4 separate regions of the Mus musculus genome follow, and regions 1, 2 and 4 are each linked to region 3. A link is a contact called in public Hi-C and promoter capture Hi-C data. All regions are on one chromosome and are shown on one strand. Each heading gives the region's core, a stretch centred on a gene start, on an enhancer-like site or on the middle of the called end of the contact. The rest is flanking DNA. Distances are from core to core; before and after follow the strand shown. Region 1 has its middle 65 kb from the start of 4930474N09Rik. Region 2 has its middle 27 kb from the start of Gm40554. Region 3 holds the start of Psmc1 (protease (prosome, macropain) 26S subunit, ATPase 1). Region 4 overlaps Ttc8 (tetratricopeptide repeat domain 8).

Region 1 (5,840 bases), core at 1,617-4,116, 1.0 Mb before region 3:
AGGATGTCAGCCAAACAGAAAGGGAAAGAGAAATTCAGGAAAGAAGGGCCTGGAGCAGAAGTATTTTCTCTGAAGAGCTATTGCAGCTATACAAGACAAGGGGAATGGGAGTGGGGAGAGAAACCAAGGGTGCTCTGTGAGGATTTGGGAGAAGAGGGGGGAGTCTATAGAGAGAGGAGCATGTGATGCTAGGGTCCTGTGTTCAAAAAGGTCATGCCATTGACTGATGCTTGGAGAGGGGACTCCAGAGCACAGGTAGCCTGGAGGGATAAAGCCGATGGGGGCACTGTCAAGAGGCTAGGACAGCAAATTGTGGGGGCTCATGCTCAGAATTCCAGCACTTGGGCAGGAACACTGCCATGGGTTTGAAGTTTGCCTGCCTTACATAATGAATTCCAAGGCAGCCTGGCTACACATAGTGAGACCCTGTCTCAGCCCCTGACTACTGCAGGGGCCAGTGCTATACGCCTCTACCTCCAGGAAGAGGTGACCCTGGCTAAGACTTAAATGGAAGCAATGACAGAGAAGAAAAGGACAAAGGTTCTGGGTGCATCTTGTAGGGCAACACACTGAGATCCAAGTACTTTGTGGCCACCTGTGGGTGTCCTCCGGATATGGTACACAGTCTTAGAGACGAGCCAGCCCTTCAATACCTACCCTAGGACCTTTGGCTGTATGAAAGTCTACAGGGTCGGGGGTTGGTGAGCACTCTACCCTGGAGCCACCTCTTCCTCTTCCTTGTCTTGTGTTTATGATGTGCAGGCAATGACCTTGTTCTCCGGTGAGATCTTCTGGATTGAGTAACTCACAAGGGCGCAAACTTGGAAGCTTTTTGGACAGTCCCACCCTTTCTCCACATGCTCAGAGCACTTGCTAGCTCTCTGGGCATGCAGACACATTCGGTTAATACCTCTGTGGAGTCGTAACTCTGTATCCTAGGAGTGGGGAAACTCAAACAATATTCTCACCGCCATTTGTTTTTCTCCCACATCAGCCTTCTGATCGGGCAGTGATGGGGCACTTTAGAGTAAGGACGGGAATGGTGGCAATTAGTTCTCTAGACTCCAGACAATTTAGGAATCAATTTAATCCCACTAATAACACCCCTGGTGGATACTATGGCATACTATGTATACAAAGCACGCTCGCTCTTACTTCCTTACCTAGTCTCTATGTATACCAGCATTCATATGTTCTATGCTCACAGCAGACATTATTAATCAATCACGATACTTCTCAAACTGATCCTTCAGGAACACTCTCTACACTTCAGACTTCATGCGCAGGACACGAAATGCATTTGCCAGCCCACCTCGACTTCCATCAAGTGAGCCAACCTAGGAAGAGTGTCTAAGTAAGTCTTTGGTTGAGGACTAAGCTTTCTGGTAGGCAACCTTCCTCTTTACCCCAGAAGGTGGTTTTCTGGTTTTCTTAGTGTCTGCATGGCTCCTGGTAACCTCCTCAGGCCTCAGTGTTCCTGCCTTAGATTCTGGCAACAGATTCTCTGTGTTTTCTTGGGCTCTCTCCCGTCTCCTTCTGGTGACAGAAGAAGACAGGGAGAGACAGAAGTTCAAGATGATCAGGATCCAAGAAACATGCTGTTCAATTCAGTTTCTCCTTCCAGGATTTTTTTTTTTCTGTTAAGGAGTCATCATCCCAGGGTGTCTGGTACCCAAGAGAGCCGATGGCACAACTTAAAAACTGTAGCAAAACAAAGGGACTTGAACTCCGGTGTCAGTTCACAGCCACTGGGCTTCTGCACTGTCCGCCACTAGGCAAAGATTCTCCTTGCCTTCCGTAAGCGTGAGGTGTTTCAACGACTTGATTTAGATTTCATGCGGAAGTAACTTTAAGGAAGGACTCAAGAAGAGCAGGCCTGGGTGAGAGTGGGGTGGAGGACAAGATTTAGGGATGGTTTCTAGTCCCTGCCCTAGGCCTCAAGACTGGGGCTGCCCCAGTCTGTTGGAGGAGACAAGCTCTCGGTACTCAATTTATAATGCTTTGATTCGCGTGTACACTAGGGGGCGCAAGCAGGCTTGTTTTCCAGAATGGCCCTAACAAATCCTCAGCGATTCTAAGGAATGGGGTAGAGGAGGGATGTCAGGAGCCACACTGTCTCTGAAAAGTGCTGAGAGTAAACGGATGTTTGAGGATGGGGTCTAAGAAGGAGGGTAATATCCTCACTAATTGCTCGAAGCGGTTTTCTATATTTGTCCACACCCCACACCCCCCATCAGCCTTGGAACTCTGAGCTGGGGCTAAAAGGGCAAGTTATGTGAGGGCCTGGGTTGCTCCCGGACTAAGCTGGCAACTAGGCTGGCAGGCTGGCAGCCTCGAGGTGAGTCAACACATGGAAGCTGGTGGCCCAGAGCGGCTCTTTCAAGCTGGCTGAGACTGAACCTCTACAGTAAGGCCAGTGTTTCACCCAGTCCTGAGTCAGCCAGCCAGGAGACTCGGGTCTATGGAAAAAGGCCCTACATACCTTTGCTCTGGAAAGAAGGGCTGTGCGTTTGGCCCCCAAATGCAAGAGCTCTTTTACCAAACGGACCTGTGCACCACTGACCTACTTTTTCCGTAGAGTAGACGGAAGCCAGCCCAGGAGTACACGGCCTTCTTCCCACCCGTTTCCTCCAATGCCTTCAACAGTGGCCTTGTTGTCCCAGGCTAGGGAACTACGGGTGTGGACCGTACTTTCCTGGCCTACCGAAGGGAAATGAGCGGAGGAAATCCGCACAAGGTTTTTTTTTTTTTTTCTGCCAAATATTTCTTCCCCTAGGAAGACAGTACATTCAAGCTACTGAGTGGAGACTGGAGTTAGGCCAGCCATAAACTATCCTAATGAAGACTAATAGGGAACTACAATTACTGTTGACTTCAGAATGCAAACACGAACTTTAGACAGCGATCCCTATCAGCCGGGGCGGTCGGGCACAGGCGGGGCGCACTGTTTTTGCGGTTGCTTAGCAATGGAAAATGAACTGTTCCTGCCTCTTATCACTGGAGGTGGAGGTAGGACAATGAGCGTTATTGGACTGAATAGGTATAAAATTAGTTTATTCTTTCTCGCTTGGAGAAGGCAATTGGCAGCAAAGAGAATGTCTTGGATGAGGGGCCCTGCAGAAGTTGGGGGAGGAGGGTGGCCTCTTTTCTATCTCAGCTGATCCCAACCAGCCTTGTGTTTCCCTCCAGATAAAGTTTGATTTTTGACTGTGAGTGACCCTCCAGAATTATCATTAGAGAAAACATATACAAATGTAAATCACAGACCAGGTTGGAAATGAGAGTTGGGGGAATGAAATCTTAGTAACAAGAAGGTTAAGGGTAACCCCCAAATCCACAGGTCGAGATACATAACTGAATGCAATGTTAAATATAGACATCTTAGGGTCTCTATGCTTGGTACTGTATTAGATCAGATGTAATGATTTTTAGGTAAAAGAACGTATTGTGGAAAATCAAAACTGGCACCTCCAAAATCCACAGTGAAGATGGTCGCCTGGCCGGAAGGTCTTGTGGCTACGCAGAGGGATTTCCTTCTTTTGTACGGAGGGTCTCTTTCTGCAGTTGTGGTGCTGACCTCTCCTGAAACTACTATGAAGTCAGTGGCTTTGGTGAAAGGAAACCCACCGGGGCTTCCTGGGCAATGGCATGGAAAGGACCTTAGACTCCACTAATGCACACAGTTGGATAGAAATTGTCGGATACACTGTTCCTAAAACAGCAGGCTGAGCCCGGGGTGGGCAGCTGATGGCAGAACCACCCCGTTCCTATGCTTTCTGAACAAGGACTCTCTGTGTAGCTGGGGCAGACCTCTAACTCACAGTCATCCCGCACCAACCTTCTCAATGCCGGGGTTATAGGTGTGAGCCACCGCTCCTGAGCCACCAGCATTCATGGTAACTTGTGGCCATTGAGAAGTTGACTTGGATGAAATCACACGGGCTTGCCAACAGCAAATCTTTTTCTTTTTTCTTTTAATTTAAAATCAACACATAGGGTTTGACTCGATGCACGCCACATGCCCTAGAGTCATAAAAAAGCCTAAAGGTATCTTCATTCCCATTGCTGTGACCTTATATGATGTAAAGATTAGGCAGATGGGATTGGATTAAGGATTTTGAGATGTAAATCCTGGGTTCTTCAGGTGAGCCCAACTGGTGACAAGGGTCCTTATGGGGAAGAAAGGCCATGTTTCAACCTAAACAGAGAAAGATCTGAAGACACCAGGCTTCTGACTTAGAGCAAGAGGACGTGAGCCAAGGAGTGTAGCAGTTTCCCACACCCAGAAGAGTCAGAAACGCATTGGCTCCGGGAGCTCCCACAAGAAACACATTCTCCTTCAACACTGTGACTTTAGCTGAAGGATGGCAACAGTAGAATTCTGACCTCTGGCACCACAAGAGAATCCAGTTATGACATTTTCAGGCACAGAATTTGTGCTAATTTGTTCCAACAGGAGTAAGATTTGGGGCAAATAGACTAGAATTATTTATATCTCCAGAGAAGTATATGAAACCCCACCCTCCCCTTCTGAAAGACTCAAGTGCTTAAGCTCTCTGTTTTGCATCCTCAACTTCTGTCTGGTGGGTCTTTCCCCCATGTACACATACATGTTCACAGATGTGTAATACATTAACAAGTAAAAACAACTCCCTCAGAACATCCACTTAAAAATTTTTTGTAAACTCAGGATACAAAGAAATTTCTTCAACCCAATGTGAGCTATCTCCCAACAGTGCCTAATAAACACTATATTTAAAGGTTCGAACGTTTTTAAGAACCCTTGTTTGTATTCAGTACTGCAGAGCAAGCACTACCCATGCCATTAAATGGGAAACTCGAAATAAAAGGTGCAGGGATTGGGAGTTGCGTCGTTCCTTGCTTTTCCTTGGCAAATGCAGCCTACAGAAGAGGGATTTCTTGGGCTCACTTCAAGGGTAAACTCTGCTGTGGCAGAGATGCCTCAGAGCCAGGAGCCTGAGGGAGCTTGTCACACTGTGTCTGCTGTCAGAAACCAAAAGGTGAGCGAGCGCCAGGGCCCAGTGCATTCCCTCTTTCTGTTCTGCTTTCCCAACTCTGGGTCTCCCAAGGCAGTTAATCTACTCAAGATAATTCCTCACAGGCTAACCTAATCCAAACAGTACCTCGAAGGTTCCCAGAGACTTGTCTCTGAGGTGAAGCAGCAGAGCCAGTCAAGGTGACGAACAACACCAGCCATCATAAAATCAAACAAGCAGAGTAGACAAGAACTGAGACTGGCATGAGTAGTCTCAGAAAAACACTCAGAGGACAGATAGATGATAAGAATTAACAAGTGTGGTTAGTAAGGTGGAGGGATAAAAGAATAACATTATAAAATGAGTAATTTTCTATATATTGAACAAAAGTTTAAAAAACATAGTTTTAAAAAAACACACACTTTTCCACTGTAATTCTATCAAATAGTGGGAGGGAGATTGAGGTGGAAAAAACTAAAAATAAATATAACAATTAATAAGGAGAATTTTCATAGAAACCTGTGGCACTTATTAAAACCTAATAATAAGTGGTCTGTAATCCAATGTAGTTCTGGTCAACATGCCAATAAGCTTATTCATAGACTTTGCTGAGTGGTTATTTAAGATACATTTCTTTAGAACCCAGTGGCCAGAGGCTGCTGAGTGTGTGTCCAGGGCTTGTTCTCCTGTCTGTGGAAGTTGGCCTCTAGAGCACACACATCCTGCCAGAGCCTCTGGCAGGCCAAGAAGCATCTCAGCTTGGTCCCTTCCTCTTGTCATACTTATTAGAGCAGGGGGTTCTGCAGGAGCACTGTGATACGCCTGCTCAGTCCAGATGTCAGC
Region 2 (5,468 bases), core at 400-2,899, 1.1 Mb before region 3:
TCATAACTGCTATGGAACAGACTAGCTTTATCCCTGGGGACCTCCTTGGACTTGAATTAAAGCTCAGTTTTGACCTGTATACTTGTCAATATCCATCAACCCAGTGATGGGTCGTTGTATTCTGGCTTAGCACTAAGTCACACTGCAAGTGCAAGGACTACTTCTTAAGTGGCAGATGCCCTTGTCCCAGAGTGGCATCATCAAGGGCACCCCGTCATTCTGCCAGCCTTGCCAATGTCCTATATGGTTACATACTTGATCCAGTTCTCATTATAGCACCTACTGACCTTTACAGATCTGTCCTGTGTGTAATCCAGTGAACATTTAGTATGTGTCTGCTTGGGGCCACTTTAAGCTCTTATACCTCACACATATGCTGCCACACTGAGGTATGGGAGACTTTCCCAGTCTTAGCTGTTTCCCCTCCGTCTCCACTCCCTCAAGGCAAATATCTCCCAAGTGAGCGTCCCTGCATTGTGTTTCTCTCAACCACAGAGGAAGGCTGGAGTATCTAGCACAGCTATGGTATTATGACCACTTTAATCCTCCATGTCCCTAGACTGTATTTGTAACCTGTTCTTCATTTTCAATGTGATCTAGAACTGGGCAGGATCTTGAGTCATCTCTTGGGTCACAGCAGTAAAAAATTAGCATCAGCTCTGAGCTAATAGAATTAGATTTAATTCTTTCACAACCTTATATAATAGGCCTCTGTCCCTCTTTCTGGGGAGCTCCAATTTTTTGAGGTTTCAGTTATCTTTGGTCAACTGAAATCTGAAAATATTAATTGGAAAAATTGCAAAGACTAAAAGAAAACACTGTACATCTCAAATTGTATGTTGTTTAAAGTAGTGTGAGGAAATCTGATACTCCATTCCTACTGGAACAAGAGCCGCCATCATCATCATCTTGGTGAATCCAGATAGTGCATAGTATCTGCATGGTGCCCATAATTAGGAAACCCTTCTTTTATTTAACACTGGCACCACCTTTGCAAGAGGAGTGCTGCTGTCAAGTCAGATGCCAGAGAGAAGCCATCTGTGTGCTGAGTCACCTCACTAGACCCTGTTGTGCCTGCTGGATAGCTGGGGAGACTGAAGCTCAGGAGGTTGGTGTTGCTTGCTTAAGTAATTAGACCATGGAACCAGTGTGGTAGATCACCAAGAGCAGCTTAAAAATAAGTATAATAATTAAAAAACTAAACCAAACAAAACTAGAATGCTGTATTTCTTAACTTTCCTGAAACTGTGTCTTTGGTGTTTTATGGACATGCAGATATAAGTACTTAGGAAATGATATAGAATATATTTCTTATTGTAGACTACAGTGAAAAAAAAGAAAGAAAATATTTGAAAACTGGTCATTTTGGTTCACTCTTTTCACATGGCGGATGATGAGCTAAAACACAGAAACGTTTCCACTGTTTCACAGAAAATGCAAGGCCAGTTCTGAGGCTCCTTCTAGTCTGGTTTTGTTCCCATCAAAGAAAATGGTCTTAATGGTCTCTGCTTTGTCAGCCCAACAGAATTGTTATAAAATCCAAGTGAGACAATTCAAATGCTTTTTAAGAACCGTGAAGTACAAGCGGAAGCTACCCGTTTGCATTAGTCAGGGCTGTGAGTCAGGAGGCAGCGGTTGCTGGAGGTACTCAGGCAGAGGGAGGTAAGTGTAGGAAGTAGGTCACCAAGGGATTTTAAGGGCTGGGGGAACAAAAGCAGGAGGGAAGGAGGAGTGACATTATCCAGAGCACAGAAAATGCAGAATAGTCTTTGCATTCTCTGGTGATTAACCACTGAGGAGGCAGAAAAATAGCTTCCATTTTCTTCCCACCTTCCAGCCTCAGCTGAGTAGTTCTTTCCCACAGAAGGCAGTACGTTTTTAGACTTCCTGCCTTGCCGTGCTAGGGAGATTATACCAAGGTAGGCTGTTGCTGTGGACCACAAATGTGCCCCTGTAGCCAGACTTTTGAGCTCTTTCCTTCTTCTGCCTTCTCCATCTCTCTTCTTCCCTTTCACCCTCCTAACACCAGGTGGGAGAGAAAAAAAGGACAGGAGGAAAGGGGTACCAAGAACCTCAGACTACTTCCTGCTAATTAGGGACATCACGTTCCTTGGGGGCAAGTTTGGTCTTCGCTGTCAAGATATCTAATTTCTTCTTATCATTTCTTCACATCCAACTACTTGACAAACCGCAACCAACCACAACCAACAACATCCAACAACCAACCAGCCAACCGGCCCCTTCGATTGAGGCTCTGGCACTTATATACTCTCTGAAGGGTCCCCAGAACTCCAAATGTTACACACAGAAACCATCTGTAGCTGTCATAAACCACACCCCTGCTAGAGCAGGAGGCAAATCATAGTCTGCTGCTGGGACCTTTCTAAAGTAGCCCCAAACCCCACACCTGGGATTAAAATAAAAACATCCTTACAGTTCTGTTTTCAAAGAAACCACAATTCTCACAACGAGGCCCAACAGTGTTTGACCCCAGTTTTCTCAGTCTGTGTGGGGATCCCATTAAAAGAACAGATATCTCTCTGTCTCTTGCTCCTCTATAGTTACGGAGTCTTTAGATTTCTGAGGCCCTCTGACATTGATCCTATGGATTCCAGGAATATCCATGACAGATGGTTAAAAACCAACAACACTTCTTTGGTATCACAAGTCTGCTATTGAGGTTTTCTCTGAGGCCCCACCTGGTAGTATTTTCTACCAGTGGACTTGTCTAAAAACCTTAGAGGGAAAATTTTTACAAACTAAAGAAGGTGGACACTTTAAACTGCATGGTAAATGGTGTGATGAAAATATTGCACTGTCTTGCTCTATCCAGAACTGGGCAAGAATGACTCTTTTGTTCGATGTCCGCATGGTATAGGCCTCCTACACAGTGTTTCTGCTCAAATATCCTTATTTTATTTAGTAGTGACACCAGTATGAAGGAGGGGTGGTTTGGGCTATTTGAGGATTTAAAAAAGAAACCATAAAGGGCTTCCTTTAAGTGGAAAGGGCAAAGTGTCAGCCTCATAAGCAAAGGGGGAAAAAACAACGCTTGTAAGCTACCCTGCTGATAATGAGCCAGACACTCACTAAAAGCTCAGGACACTGCCATCACACAGCTGTACCGGACATCCAGAAGCTCACACCACCATCCAAAGGAGCAATGGGTTTCATTGTCATGTGGCAGCAAAAGATGCCTGCAGCAGCTCCTGGGCTGTCTAAGCTGTGGGTTCTGGCCCCATAAGACATCACTGCTGTCATCAGCCATCTCTGTGCACTATCATGATGCTAAGTCACCTCCAAGACAGCATGCTGTTGGGGGCACTACCCATGACCATACCCTGTGGATGTTACTGAGTTGGAACTGTCCCCATATGACACTGTGTTCTTTCAAACACAGCAGTCTCTCTATTTGTTGTATGATACGATTTCTGAGGGGATATCAATAAACCTCTGTTCGTTCCAGGCAGGGAACTGAAAACAGACCAAAGTAAGGACAATACCAAATTGCAACTTGTAGAATCAATGTGTTTTATTGGGGTTGTGTCTTAGTTAGGGTGTCTATTGCTGTGAAGAGACACCAAGACCAAGGCAACTCTTATAAAGGAAAACATTCAATTGGGGCTGGCTTATAGTTCAGCGGTTTAGTCCATTATCATCACCGTGAAAAACAGGGCAGCACACAGGCTCCATGGTACTGGAGAGGTAGCTGAAAGTGCTACATCTGGATCGGCACACAGAAGGAAGAGTGGTACTGTGCTCAGTGGCTTGAGCATCAGAAACCTCAAAGCCCATCTCTGGGGGCACACTTCCTCCAACAAAGCCACACTTCCTAGTAGTGTCACTCAAGCAACAGCTGGTGGCTGACAGGGGTACAGGTAAAGGGCTTACGTACAGGAGCAGAAACGGTTCAAAGCCAGCTGCATCACCAAAGCCCACCCAGGTATGGGTAGTGGCTCACCAAAGCTCAAAACCTGCAGTGTACTGCTCAGTCAGCAAGCAGCTCGACAGTTGGGAAAGGGTCTCTCAGCAGTTCTTCCTACTTATACAAATACTTATACTTATCTACTTATACTACTTATACTAATCTCAGTAGTTCTTCCTACATAGGGCAAAGAAGGGCCCGGTAGATCCGGTAAGTTTCAGGAACTTTCTGATACTATTCAGTTGTTTACTTCCTGATTTTTAATAAGCCTCCCCGCAGGGTGGATCCTTTATCTCTCAAGAAACTACTTCAAAAGAAACTGCTTCCATGTCTTTGCCTGAAACTGATTATTGTTTGTGACCTTCTAGGGTTGTTTTTTTGTTTGTTTGTTTAAGTACAATGCTTGCCCTTTCACAGAGATGGGACCGTGGAAGTCTGGTCCCAGAACAGTGAGTGGTCTATAAATCTACCCCTTTCTTTGAGAGCTAGTCCCTTTCAGCCTTTAAAGATAAAAATAGTAAACAATGTTCCAGCCCTGGTTACATAATTTGTAATAAAGACAGCTCACAAACAAACACAGGGGGAGTAATAGAAGGTAACATCAGAGCAGATGATACAGAGTAACGGTGCCTCTGCCGCTGCCTCTGTCTCTGCCTCTCCCTCCCCTTCTCCCTGCTCCTTCTCCCTATCCCTCTCCTTTTTCTCTTCCTCTGCCTCCCCCCATTCCCCATATTTGGGTAAGCTTTTTGTGCACTATGTAAAAGTTGTCTTTGTGTTATTCAAATGTTGATTCCTGTACTGCAGAGAGTTGAGTACTTTGATATTTTTCTTTGTTTGTTTGGGTTTTGTTTTGTTTTTGCTTATTCACTTTACATCCCATTCACTGTCCCCTCCCATTCACCTCCTCCCACAATCCTTCCTCCCATGCCCCTCCCCTTCTCCTGTTAGCCCGTGGGGGACCCCCTTGGGTATTCCCCCACCCTGGTACATCAAGTCTGCAAGGCTAAGCGCATCCTCTCCCACTGAGGCCAGAAAAAAGTAGCCCAGCTAGAAGAACATATTCCACATACAGGCAATAGTTTTTGGGATAGCCCCTGCTCTAGCTGTTTGGGATCCACATAAATACCAAGCTACACATCTGCTACATATGTGTGGGAAGGTCTAGGTTCATCCCATGTATGTTCTTTGGTTGGTGGTTCAGACTCTGAGAGTCCAAAGGGTCCAAGTTAGTTGATTCTGTTGGTCTTCCTGTGGAGTTCCTATCCCCTTCAGGCCACAATCCTTTCTCCTATTCTCCCATAAGAGTATCCAAGCTCCATCCATTGTTTGGCTGTGGGTATCTGCATTTGTTTGAGTTAGCTGCTGGGTAGAGCCTCTCAGAGGAAAGTTATGATAGTCTGCAGGCATAACAGAGTATAATTAATAGTGTCAGGGATTGGTGCTTGCCCATGGGATGGGTCTCAAGTTGGGCTGGTATTGGTTGGCCACTCCCTCACTCTCTGCCCAATCCCTTGTCCCTGCTTTTTTTTTTTTTTTTTTTTTT
Region 3 (5,287 bases), core at 2,220-4,719:
GCTTTAATCCAAAAATATAACATGAATACTAAAATTGCCTCAAACTCATTCCAGACATGTCTCATGTGGGCAATCTCAGCACACTTACAGTGAGATCGGAGGCAGAAGAGTCCACCAGAAGCACGCAAGCTAGCTAGCCTAGACTATGCTTTGCAGTGGCAGAAACAGTAAGTGAGACCCTACCACCACAGGGTAGGAGACAAGACCAAGCCCAAAAAGCTGTCCTCTGATTTATACATGCATGCAGATATGTGCACATCTGCAGACACACCCACACACCAATATTAAGATATTCTAATTTAAAAACATAAAGCTTACAGACATCAATGCAATAAATAGTACATGGTGTTGGGGTACATGCATGCATTATGTGATATTTAAATACATAGAGCATCTATTTCTTTCACTATTAATCATTTCTTTATGGTTAAAAGTTGAAACCCTTTCAACTAGCTTTCTGAAACACACAGTTCACACACTGAGGTAATGTAGAATGCTTTCTCAACATGTACAAGGCTCGGGGTTTGAGACCCAAAAGAAGAAAAAGTAGCCTATGATAAGATCTTCCAGTGGTTTCTGCCAACACCTGCTATCTAAAGTTAGAACCCACCCCACCATGGCTGCGCAGTCTTTGTCCTGTGTAATTTCCTCTATCATATTTATTATCATATGGCATGCTATGCAATTTATTTACCTGCTTATTACAAAATTCATCAAAATTTTGTTTTCTGCTCGCTCATTACAGTATTCCCATCGCCCTCAGGAGAGCCTGGAGCATGGTGAGTGTCCAGAAACTAGCTATAGCAGTGAGAACGAGAAATCTGAGCTGAGTCATTGACCCAAGTGGCACTCTGACATGGGGCAGAGAGAGGCAAAGCCACAAGATGACCACTGAGATGGGGGAGGGGAGGCTTCGTCTGGCTTGGGTCTCATTGTGGTGACATTACCCAAGATATTCTCATTCAAACCACCACATGTGGCTATTCATAATCTCCACCCTCTCCCTCCCCTCCCCCACCCTCTCCCTCCCCTCCCCCACCTTCTCCCCTCCCCCACCCTCTCCCTCCCCTCCCCCACCTTCTCCCCTCCCCCACCCTCTCCCTCCCCTCCCCTTCTTCTTATCCCCATCCATAACTTCTAAAGCATGCGGCTTCTACTTGAATCAGTGCCCACACCACCTCTCTCTCTCTCTCTCTCTCTCTCTCTCTCCCTCTGTTTTTCTTGAGACTGGGTTTCTCTGTGTAGCCCTGGCTGTCCTGGAACTCACTCCTCGAACTCCGAAATCCACTACCTCTGCCTCCCAAGTGCTGGGATTAAAGGCGTGCACCACCACTGCCCGGCCACACTACCTCTCTTAAGAGGACCCAAGAAATAGAAAATAATAGAACAACAAAAAAAAAAAAAAAAAAAAAACCCACAAAATTTATGTTTACTCCATGACAGATAAGTAAAAGCAAGCTGAGTTATCGAAGTCTCTCCGGATGCTTAGGGAGATGGAAGGTGTGGGTGGAAAAGAGGGAGAGTTCCCTCCACGACTGTGTAGATGGGCAGAAAGGAGATTTTAAAATCACGTGACTGTGGCACTTCTGAACGTTGTCTGTCCCACAGAAGGCAAGTCCTAAGCGTCATCGGTTCTGTGTGTGCCGGCCTCTTAGGGAGCCTCCTGTCCTTTCGGTCATATTTGGGTCACACTCCTAGGCATCCCAAGCAATGCTGGCCTTGAAGCCACTTTTAACACAGACCAGAACCCTTTAAATCTTCCCACTTGTAACTTTTTTGCCTCTGAGACAGAGGCTATGTAGCCCTGGCTAGCCTAGAACTTGCTACGTAGACCAGGCTGGTCTCCAACTCACAGTCCTCATGTCTCTACCCACTCTGGAGCCATTTACAGCTCTCGCCTTCTTACAACTCTCTGCTTCCATCCCCTTCTCCCTCTGTCTCACACTGCTGTCAAACAATCCAGTTGCCGTTCAGCGCCCAATCACACATCTAAACGTTGCTGCCACCGTTGGTCCACCGCCTTTGCCTTCACCACATCTGCTGCTTCTCTGTGCTACCAGTTCATGTCTCCAGCCTCCCAAGAGTAAATTTAACTTCCTCCCTTTACCATCAAAGCAGGCAAGACAAGACCAAAGGAAGTCTTTTATTGAGCCTCATGTTACAACATCCAGGGAGGCAGCAATGGAGTGTCCTCCAGCCAACTCACCCAGCAAGCTTGGAGCAGCCTGTATATATAGCAAGATAAAGATTCAGATAACCATAGCACACGTGGGTATTGATGAAGGTTTGTGTTGGCACCAGTCACCTTGTCCCTTTAACCTTCACCTTACAACACACAGTTTCTGTCTGCTGGACCATCAGGGGAAATAGCCCCACCTGGGCTAGGTAGAAATGATGGCAGGGTCTTCTGAAATTCATTGAATGATAGCAAAAGGTCTGATACAAGGTGTTGGGAACGGCTAAGGCCATCAACTGGGATTGTGTATAGTTCTCAGTGTGTCTGTGGAGTACTCAAAATAGCCAGGTCCTTCGGGCTGTTTGACTAACCAGTTCTTTTGTTCAAAGTAGCTGTTAATTAGGGAGTCAGATTTCCTATCCCTCAAACTCTTACTTAGGAATAGGAACACAAAGAGTACTTACATGGACAAGCTAAAGAATTTATCGTTAACATTAATAACACTAATTAATAACAATGTGTAACACCTGCCTGGGGCCCCAAGCCCCAGTTTGTGTCCCTCCTCAGTGATACTTGGACTCTCTCCACATTCAGTGTCCTGTCTTTTTTTTTTTTTTAATTTTTAATTACTTTGTTTATGTTTACATGTATGAGTTTGCACATCACGTGCTTACAGGTGCCCTGAATGGTTGTTAGTTGCCATGTGGGTCCCCTGCTCTTCACTGCTGAGCCCTCTCTCCAGCGCCTCAAGGGTAATTTTAACACAGTATTAGCCACCATCATCAGTCCCTTGTCATCAGAGGGAAGAAAAAAAAAAAAAGCACACATTTAGATCTCTTTCGGCAAAGAACTATTTTCAAGAGAGCTACAAAGTTCAGAAACTAAAGAAGATCATAAATGCTGTGTACACATCAACTTCTCAGTCCCAAGCGCCATTCCTGCCTGACATAAATACTTCTTCCCAATTATAATTTTGCATCCTTTTAAATTTCTAAAATTTTCATATTTTCCCCAAGTCTCCAACGTCCAAGATCATTGTCTTAAGTTACTGACAAAAGCCCAAGATCAGCTACTTAGAATTCCCTCGAGTAAACTATTTTAAGTGCCCACATGTTTAACCAATCCTTGTACCAAACCGCCGAAATAAGCCCTTCGTGCTCAACTTCGCCCGTGAGGAAGTTGGTCCCGATAGGCTTCCGTAGCCTGTTTTTTTTTTTTTTTTTTAAAGTTACTTCCGTTCTGTCCGGGTCGCTTTGGTGGATGCACTTCCGGCGGTGGCGATTTGGAGGACTGAAGGAAGATGGTGAGTGACTAAGGGTTTCGGCTGGTCGTCTCAAACATCCATGCGCCCCAAGGCGGGAGGACGAGGCGATGTGACGCTCGGGTTCATCGCGGGTCGGAGCGGATCTCACTCCCTGGCGGACGCGGGCAGGATGCACGGCGCCCAGGGAGAGACCGGGCTGTGAACCGCTCGAGTAGGCAGGCGCTGAAGGGCTGAAGCCGAGTGGGACAGCCCGGCCGACGCTGGGGACAGCGGCTGAGCCGCAGAGCCAGCGTAGTGTTTCTCCGCAGACGGCTCAGCGCTCTCCGGTTTGGTTGGTTGAGCCGGATTCAGATGTAGGCACGGAGGTTACCGGGCGAGCACGGTTGATGATGGCGCTTCCGTTCTAGAGCAGGGAGACAATAAATATGTCAGGGAACAGGACCGGGCCAGATCGTTACGTAGCTGTGTTGTAAGAAGGTGGCTGGTTTTGTTAGGGTATCAGCGAAGGACCCTTCGTGGATGTGAAATCTAAATCGAGGCCTAAATTAAGGTTGTAAGGGAGTAATCTGTACTGATAGCTGAGCGAAGCCCGGGCAGGGCAGAGGGTCAGGAAATGCAAAAGGAGGCAACCCTGAAGTCCGCCCGAATCATGAGCTGCCAGGCCAATGCATCTGAATGTAGGTGAAGGCCAGAGCACACAAAGGACCGGTGATGACTTTGAAAAGTATCCCAAGCCGGGCGGTGGTGGCGCACGACTTTAATCCCAGCACTCGAGAGGCAGAGGCAGGTGGATTTCTGAGTTCGAGGTCATCCTGGTCTACAGAGTGAGTCCCAGCACAGCCAAAGTTACACAGAGAAACCCTGTCTCGGAAAAGCAAACAAACAAACAAACAAACAAAAAGTATCCCGAACATGCGCCAGGCATTTCCCCAGAGTTGTTCTTACTTCTTAGAACAACCCCGAAGATTATTATTAATGTCCCCATTTTAATGAGGAAACAGAAATACAGCCAGTGACCATTGGTGGGGCACAAATCCTTTCTTTTCTAGAGCAGTTGAGAAACCCTCTGGGTTTGAGAGACAGCAGAACTTAGTGTGATTTCTGTCTAACAAGCTTTGTGACAATATACAGGGCCGTTAACCTCCCTGGACCTTGGTCCTTTTATCTGCCTGTGTATCAAGGGGGCTTTGAGAATCAAGCGGCTCAGGGGTAAAGAACACCTGCTGCACTTTGAGAGAACCCACGTTTGGTTCCCGGCACCCATGCATGCCAGCAGGCTCCAGAATGGTCTGTAACTCCAGCTCTGAGTAGGTCCGAGCCTTGCGTGTGGTCGAATGTGCTTTATGCTTGGCATCATTTCTGAGGTGGTTTTGTCCTGGTACTGAAGCCACCAGTGTTGTAGTGAGAGGTGCTTCCCTAGGGTGGTGAATCAGTGAGTCCACTGTTACTCCTGTTTCAAGCTCCACTGTTGGGCAGATGGGATGGCACTCGACATGAAGCCTGGCAGCTTGAGTTGACTCCAGGACCCACAAGGCAGAAGGAAAGAATCCCTGGAAGTCGCCCTCTGGCTTCCTCTCGAGTGCCCCGGCATGCGGGCACAGACCCACACGTACACTAAACCACATATCTTTGCACAGGAATTTAAAGGACCACCATTTAAGGCATCGCCCAGTGTTAAGCATTGTTTTAAAGTCAGAAATCCCGATGAGCTTTTCATGCGTTTTAAGATGACAGCTTTTCAGATCGGGAAGGAAGTCTTGTCTGGGTCCCAGGCTGTCAGGATAGGAGCTTGGTAGGTTGCTGCTGAAAGTCTTCTGGGTCCTGTGGATCTCTGGAGAGAGTAAATG
Region 4 (5,176 bases), core at 1,207-3,706, 1.2 Mb before region 3:
ACCTGTGATGGAGAAGTCAGGTGTGTGATCGATCACACAGGGACCAGAGGAGCCTAAGGTCAGCCTGCTAAGAAACCATGCGTGTTTCTGTAAACAGAAGCCAGTAGTTTCACTTACTATACAGCTCATAGAGACTTTCCGTGGAACGATATATAATACTGCTTGAATCCTACTCCATTTACAGATGAGCACATCTCTAACTACTAAATTGTCACAAAGCTGGTTTTTAAAGGTTTTCTTTGTTTTTGTACAAAACAGGATCTCACTGTATAGCCCAGACTGGCCTTAGACCCTCAGTCCTCCTGCCTCACTGCCAAGTCCTTGGTACAGGTACAAGCCATCATGTCTGGCTTTATGCCCTTGGGATTTTTTGTTTGTTTGTTTATTTGTTTTTGTTTGAAGATTAATTCATTTACTGAGCATGCCAGCCACTGTGTCAGACCTAAAATCCAGAGCAGAGGAAGGCAGGCCGACCCAAGTCTTAGCCCTTTATATTTATGTCAAGCAGATTACATTCACATTGGCCTAGAAATAGAAATTCAAAGGGGCCTCTCTTTCCTAATTGTCTGTGTTATTTAATAGCAATGGATGTGTGGGTCTGTGCTACGCTTCCAAAGTCAGAATCTCCAGAGGAGGCTGTGACTCGGCTGCTATTAAGAACCCCACAGGCAGTGCCAGTGTTCAATGGAGATTGGGAACTACTGCTATACAATATATTCTGAAATTATAGAAACACTAGAAAATGTTTATTCAAATGTAGGAAATAGAGTTGAGGACCCTTGGCAGCATTTGAAAGCTTGAGTTCCATGTAACAACCTCATCAGGGAAGGTAGTTCATTAGAAGAAGTCAGTGATTTAAGAGAAAAAAAAAATAACAAAATGACCTTTAAGTACATCTCGGGAAGAGAAAATGATGCAAAATCTTCCTGGGAACCAGTTTCTATTTATAAATTTTATAAGATTATGTTCATGAGTAATGTCTCATACTCAAAACAAGCAATGCTGAACAGGTAGGAAGACCTTGCAGTAGATCTTTTTGAGTCACTAAATGACAACTGAGGAAGCTTGTTTGGAGACATTCTGTTAGACGTGGGGTTGCCTGGTTATTAGAGTTTGAATTAGAGCTAGGGAGATGGCTCAGTAAAGTGCTTGTCCACCCAGGCATGAGACCCTGGGTTTAGTCCTCAGAACTCTCATGCAGTTGTTGGTCATGGTGGCATGCTCTTGTATCCCTGTGCTGGGGCAGTGGAGATGGGCAGATTACTGCTTGCTGTCAAGTCCAACCTAACATAGATACATGAACATGTATACGTATGAACATTCATATACATACTACATATATGCCAGAAAAAAGCTTTCTAAAAGTTCAGATAATATTTTTTTTCGATATGACAAACAATATTTAAAATCACCCTATAGGTATATTTTCCCCTTCTACTCACTATTTAGGAATTGTATATAAGAACCAGACAATTTCTCACTTTTGTGTATGTTCATATGTATATGGGCACACATGCATGTATCTATGTGCGTGCTTACACATGGAGGCCTGCCATTGCTGTCAAGTATCTTCCTCAATCACAGTGTACCATGGATTGAGGCAGACTCTCCCACTGAGCCTGGAGCTTGCCCTTCTAGCTAGTCTAGGGAACTAAGAGGGCTCCCTGTCTGTCTTAGTTAGGGTTTTACTGCTGTGAACAGACACCATGACCAAGGCAAGTTTTATAAAAAAACAACATTTAATTGGGGCTGGCTTACAGGTTCAGAGGTTCAGTCCATTATCATCAAGGTGGGAGCATGGCAGTATCCAGGCAGGCGTGGCGCGGGAGGAGCTGAGAGTTCTATGTCTTCATCCAAAGGCTGCTAGTGGAAGACTGACTTCCAGGCACCTAGAGTGAGAGTATTAAGCCCACACCCACAGTGACACACCTACTCCAACCAGGCCACACCTCCAAATGGTGCCACTCCCTGGTGCAAGAATATACAAACCATCACACTGTCTTTGCTCCCCACTATGCTTTCCTGCCCTGTACACACACACACACACACATTCACACACACACACACACACATTCACACACACACACCCACACACACACACGCACACCCACACACACACGCACACACGCACACCCACACGCGCGCGCGCGCACACACACACACACATGCACACACACACGCACACACACACGCACACGCACACCCACACGCACACACACACACACACACGCACACCCACACGCACACACACACACACGCACACCCACACGCACACACACACACACGCACACCCACACGCACACACACACACACGCACACCCACACGCACACACACACACACGCACACGCACACACACACACACACACACACACAGTGGATTCTGAGGATCTAAACTCCCAGTCCTCATGCTTGGTCAGAAGAGACTTACCCAGAGTCACCTCCCCAGCCCTTAGAGGGCTTCTTATGAACATAGAAATGACCCTGTGACAGACAGTTTGGAGGAAATAGCAGGAAGCAGGTGCAGTAGAGATGTATTTTCTTGCCAACAAGAAATGTAAAAGAAAAGACTTTAGAATGTTTAGGGAGAGTGTCATAAATTATTACAAGTCACAGATAACATTGCAAAGGGTGCAGTTTAGAAAATGGCATGATAACAGGAAGCAGATAGCCATCAACACATTGGCGTGACTTGTTTTTTGCTTTCAGCTCTCAGAAAAGTCAGGGAATGTAGCTGTGTTTGACATGATTATTATAGACATAGTAGCAAAAATAATTGAAGAACAATATAAATGCTCAGTACTCGAGAACAGATTTGATAAGTTATAACAAATGGCAAGATGGACTTTTTGTGTATCCATTAAAATAATAATTTCCAAAAATCATAAAAGTTGCAAATGCTTGTTTTTATATGATGTTAAATCAAAAAGTATCCTTTTATAATAGCAAATAGAAATGTAGGTAAATACATGCGCACATGTACTTAAGACATTCTTGGATGTGTTTCTTGAGAATAGCTTTAAGACTCCTTCATCCCACGTGTCCTGTTGAGCACTCACAGTCATCAGCCACTCAGCTTGGCTGGAAGCACTGGTGGAGATTAGGCCTCATTTCTATTGTTTTCTCAAGCTTTTCATACGTTTCCTGGTTTAATAGCAACTTTTGGTTTATATTAGCTATAAATTAAGTATCTTGGTAAAATCAAATGCTTGTAATTGGGCCCTCATTATATTCACTGCTCGTCGCTCTAGTATAGAACACTCAAGGAGGTAGCTTGTTTTGTTTTGTACTCACTGAAAAGTAAGAACTTTCATTTTCTGTTTGTACTTACAAGATGACAGGCTATTCCTTAAACAAATAATTGCCAAAGCTCTTGCATTGATCCTATGATTGACTGGAGGAATGCCAAGGACAGATGCCTGCACGTGTTCTCTGCCTACTAGCCCGAATGTGCGCTCTCTCTCTCTCTCTCTCTCTCTCTCTCTCTCTCTCTCCCTCTCCCTCTCCCTCTCCCTCCCCCTCCCCCTCCCCCTCTCCCTCTCCCTCTCTCTCTCTCCCTCTCCCTCCCTCCCCCCCCTCTCTCTCTCACACACACACACACACACACACACACACACACGCACACATGTACGCATGGTACTCTGTGGATCAGACGCTAACATTAAAATGCCATTTTAGATTTTTATCGCAAATGTTATTTTCCAAAAGGATTTAGATAATGAGCACAAACCGGGCATTTTTTAAAAAAATAAACCTTTTATATATTTTGCAACTTTGACTCTGAAGTGAATAGAGGGGCGGTTCAGTTTTTATTTTTCAAAAGAAAGCATGTTGTATAAATACAGGGGATATTATAGGTAAATAGCAAGAACTGTGAAGTGACGTTTAAACGTTAAGAAAGTGAAATTGATCTTTGATGTGACAATTATATTTCTGTCTCTGTGTTCCTACTTGGGAAGCATTATTAAAAATTAAAGTGACATGTGGGTCAGACATTTTTTTCTTTCTGATAATAGGGAGAATGCTAGAGCAATTAAGAGTACTATGAAGTTGCATTTTCAATGTTAAGAAAAAATAACATCATGCCGGGTGTGGTGGAGCACGCCTTTAATCCCAGCTCTCGGGAGGCAGAGGCAGGTGGATTTCTGAGTTCGAGGCCAGCCTGGTCTACAAAGTGAGTTCCAGGACAGCCAGGGCTACACAGAGAAACCCTGTCTCGAAAAACAAACAAACAAACAAACAAACAAAAACAAAAAGAATAAATAACATCAGTCATATGAGATGGCTCAGTAGGTAAAGTCACCTGCCACCAAGCCCAAGATCCAGGGTTTAGTCCCTATGCCCTAGATAGTAGAAGTGGAGAACTGAGGCCTGCAAGCTATCCCTGACCTCCACATGTACACTGTAGCATGGGTATAGTTGAGTTGATCTGAAGAGAACTGTATTTATTCTTTTATTATTGTTACCTATATGTATATATTTGAGTTTTTAGTGACTCTCTCTCTCTCTTTCTCTCTCTGTTTTTGGATGGTATTTGGCAGTAATACATGTGGGCTGATGATCTGGAATCTTTATTTCCATATGCTCTTTAATTTCAGCATCCTGAAGTTGTCATAACTGTAACCAGAGTCTCAAAAGTTTTTAGTGTTTGGATATGTCCACAGACTACATTGTTAAGATTTGCCAAAGTCCTTCTACAGTTGGACTTCAACAAACCTGTGACTTTACAAAGAAACACTTGAGGGGTTTATATTAAATACATATTATTAATAATAAATAGTATTTACTATAGCTATTAATTATAATGTTATTTTAAAATAATTACTAATTTCTATTGCACCATGTGAAGAGACACCATGACCATGGTGACCCTCATAAAAGACAGCATTTAGGCGGAGCTGGCTTATAGTTTCAGAGGTGCAGTCCATTATCCTCATGGCAGGAAGTGTGGCAGCAGGCAGGCAGACATTGTGCTGGAGAAGGAGCTAAGAGTTTTACATCTGGATCAGCTGGCAGTAAGAAGAGAGAGACATTAGGCTTGGCTTGGACCCTGGAAACTCCAAATCCTACCCCCATGACACATTTCCTTCAACAAGGCCTCACCTCCTAACCCTCCTCAAGTAGTTCTACTCCCTGATGATCAAGCATTCAAGTCTGAGAGCACGGATGCTATGTGGG

The links. Promoter capture Hi-C pulls out the DNA fragments that hold promoters and counts their contacts. A called contact is a pair of places that touch in the nucleus more often than the background predicts.
Region 1: a Hi-C map of pancreatic cancer cells shows a contact between it and region 3, with 9 times the contacts expected there. The contact joins the enhancer-like site here to the promoter of Psmc1 in region 3. A contact is called at or near these places in 21 of 39 promoter capture datasets (the 3T3-L1 cell line, the C10 cell line, the HPC-7 cell line and 14 more), 4 of 15 datasets of contacts at CTCF or cohesin (embryonic stem cells, large pre-B cells, pro-B cells and 1 more), 137 of 484 Hi-C or Micro-C datasets (the AtT-20 cell line, B cells, the Ba/F3 cell line and 82 more), 29 of 115 datasets of contacts at active chromatin or transcription factors (DN3 thymocytes, PVALB interneurons, SST interneurons and 23 more) and 5 of 9 other capture datasets (adipose tissue, embryonic stem cells, liver and 2 more).
Region 2: a promoter capture Hi-C map of hippocampal neurons shows a contact between it and region 3, with 8 times the contacts expected there. The contact joins the enhancer-like site here to the promoter of Psmc1 in region 3. A contact is called at or near these places in 5 of 39 promoter capture datasets (cranial neural crest, embryonic stem cells, frontonasal cranial neural crest and 2 more), 2 of 484 Hi-C or Micro-C datasets (cortical neurons and muscle stem cells) and 3 of 115 datasets of contacts at active chromatin or transcription factors (T-cell acute lymphoblastic leukemia, astrocytes and large pre-B cells).
Region 4: a promoter capture Hi-C map of liver shows a contact between it and region 3, with 4 times the contacts expected there. The contact joins the enhancer-like site here to the promoter of Psmc1 in region 3. A contact is called at or near these places in 6 of 39 promoter capture datasets (the 3T3-L1 cell line, the HPC-7 cell line, hippocampal neurons and 2 more), 2 of 115 datasets of contacts at active chromatin or transcription factors (SST interneurons and astrocytes) and 2 of 9 other capture datasets (embryonic stem cells and liver).

The regions. Positions count from the first base shown.
Region 1 is chr12:99,095,070-99,100,909 of GRCm38.p6, forward strand. No RefSeq gene overlaps it. Among named protein-coding and RNA genes, the nearest start is that of 4930474N09Rik, 65 kb to the right of the region's middle. Within about 2 kb of position 2,867, at least 72 of the 459 cell types and tissues checked have an H3K27ac peak or open chromatin away from gene starts, as enhancers often do. A contact at or near this core is called in adipose tissue, brain, cardiomyocytes and 10 more, where this site is marked.
Region 2 is chr12:98,995,037-99,000,504 of GRCm38.p6, forward strand. No RefSeq gene overlaps it. Among named protein-coding and RNA genes, the nearest start is that of Gm40554, 27 kb to the right of the region's middle. Within about 2 kb of position 1,650, at least 75 of the 459 cell types and tissues checked have an H3K27ac peak or open chromatin away from gene starts, as enhancers often do. A contact at or near this core is called in T-cell acute lymphoblastic leukemia, hippocampal neurons and muscle stem cells, where this site is marked.
Region 3 is chr12:100,106,733-100,112,019 of GRCm38.p6, forward strand. It overlaps Psmc1 (protease (prosome, macropain) 26S subunit, ATPase 1), which reads left to right and starts at 3,470. Exons shown (of 11, transcript NM_008947.3): 1 at 3,470-3,479. The coding sequence starts at 3,477.
Region 4 is chr12:98,948,100-98,953,275 of GRCm38.p6, forward strand. The region is part of intron 6 of Ttc8 (tetratricopeptide repeat domain 8); the gene reads left to right. Among named protein-coding and RNA genes, the nearest start is that of Ttc8, 30 kb to the left of the region's middle. Within about 2 kb of position 2,457, at least 3 of the 459 cell types and tissues checked have an H3K27ac peak or open chromatin away from gene starts, as enhancers often do. A contact at or near this core is called in the HPC-7 cell line and liver, where this site is marked.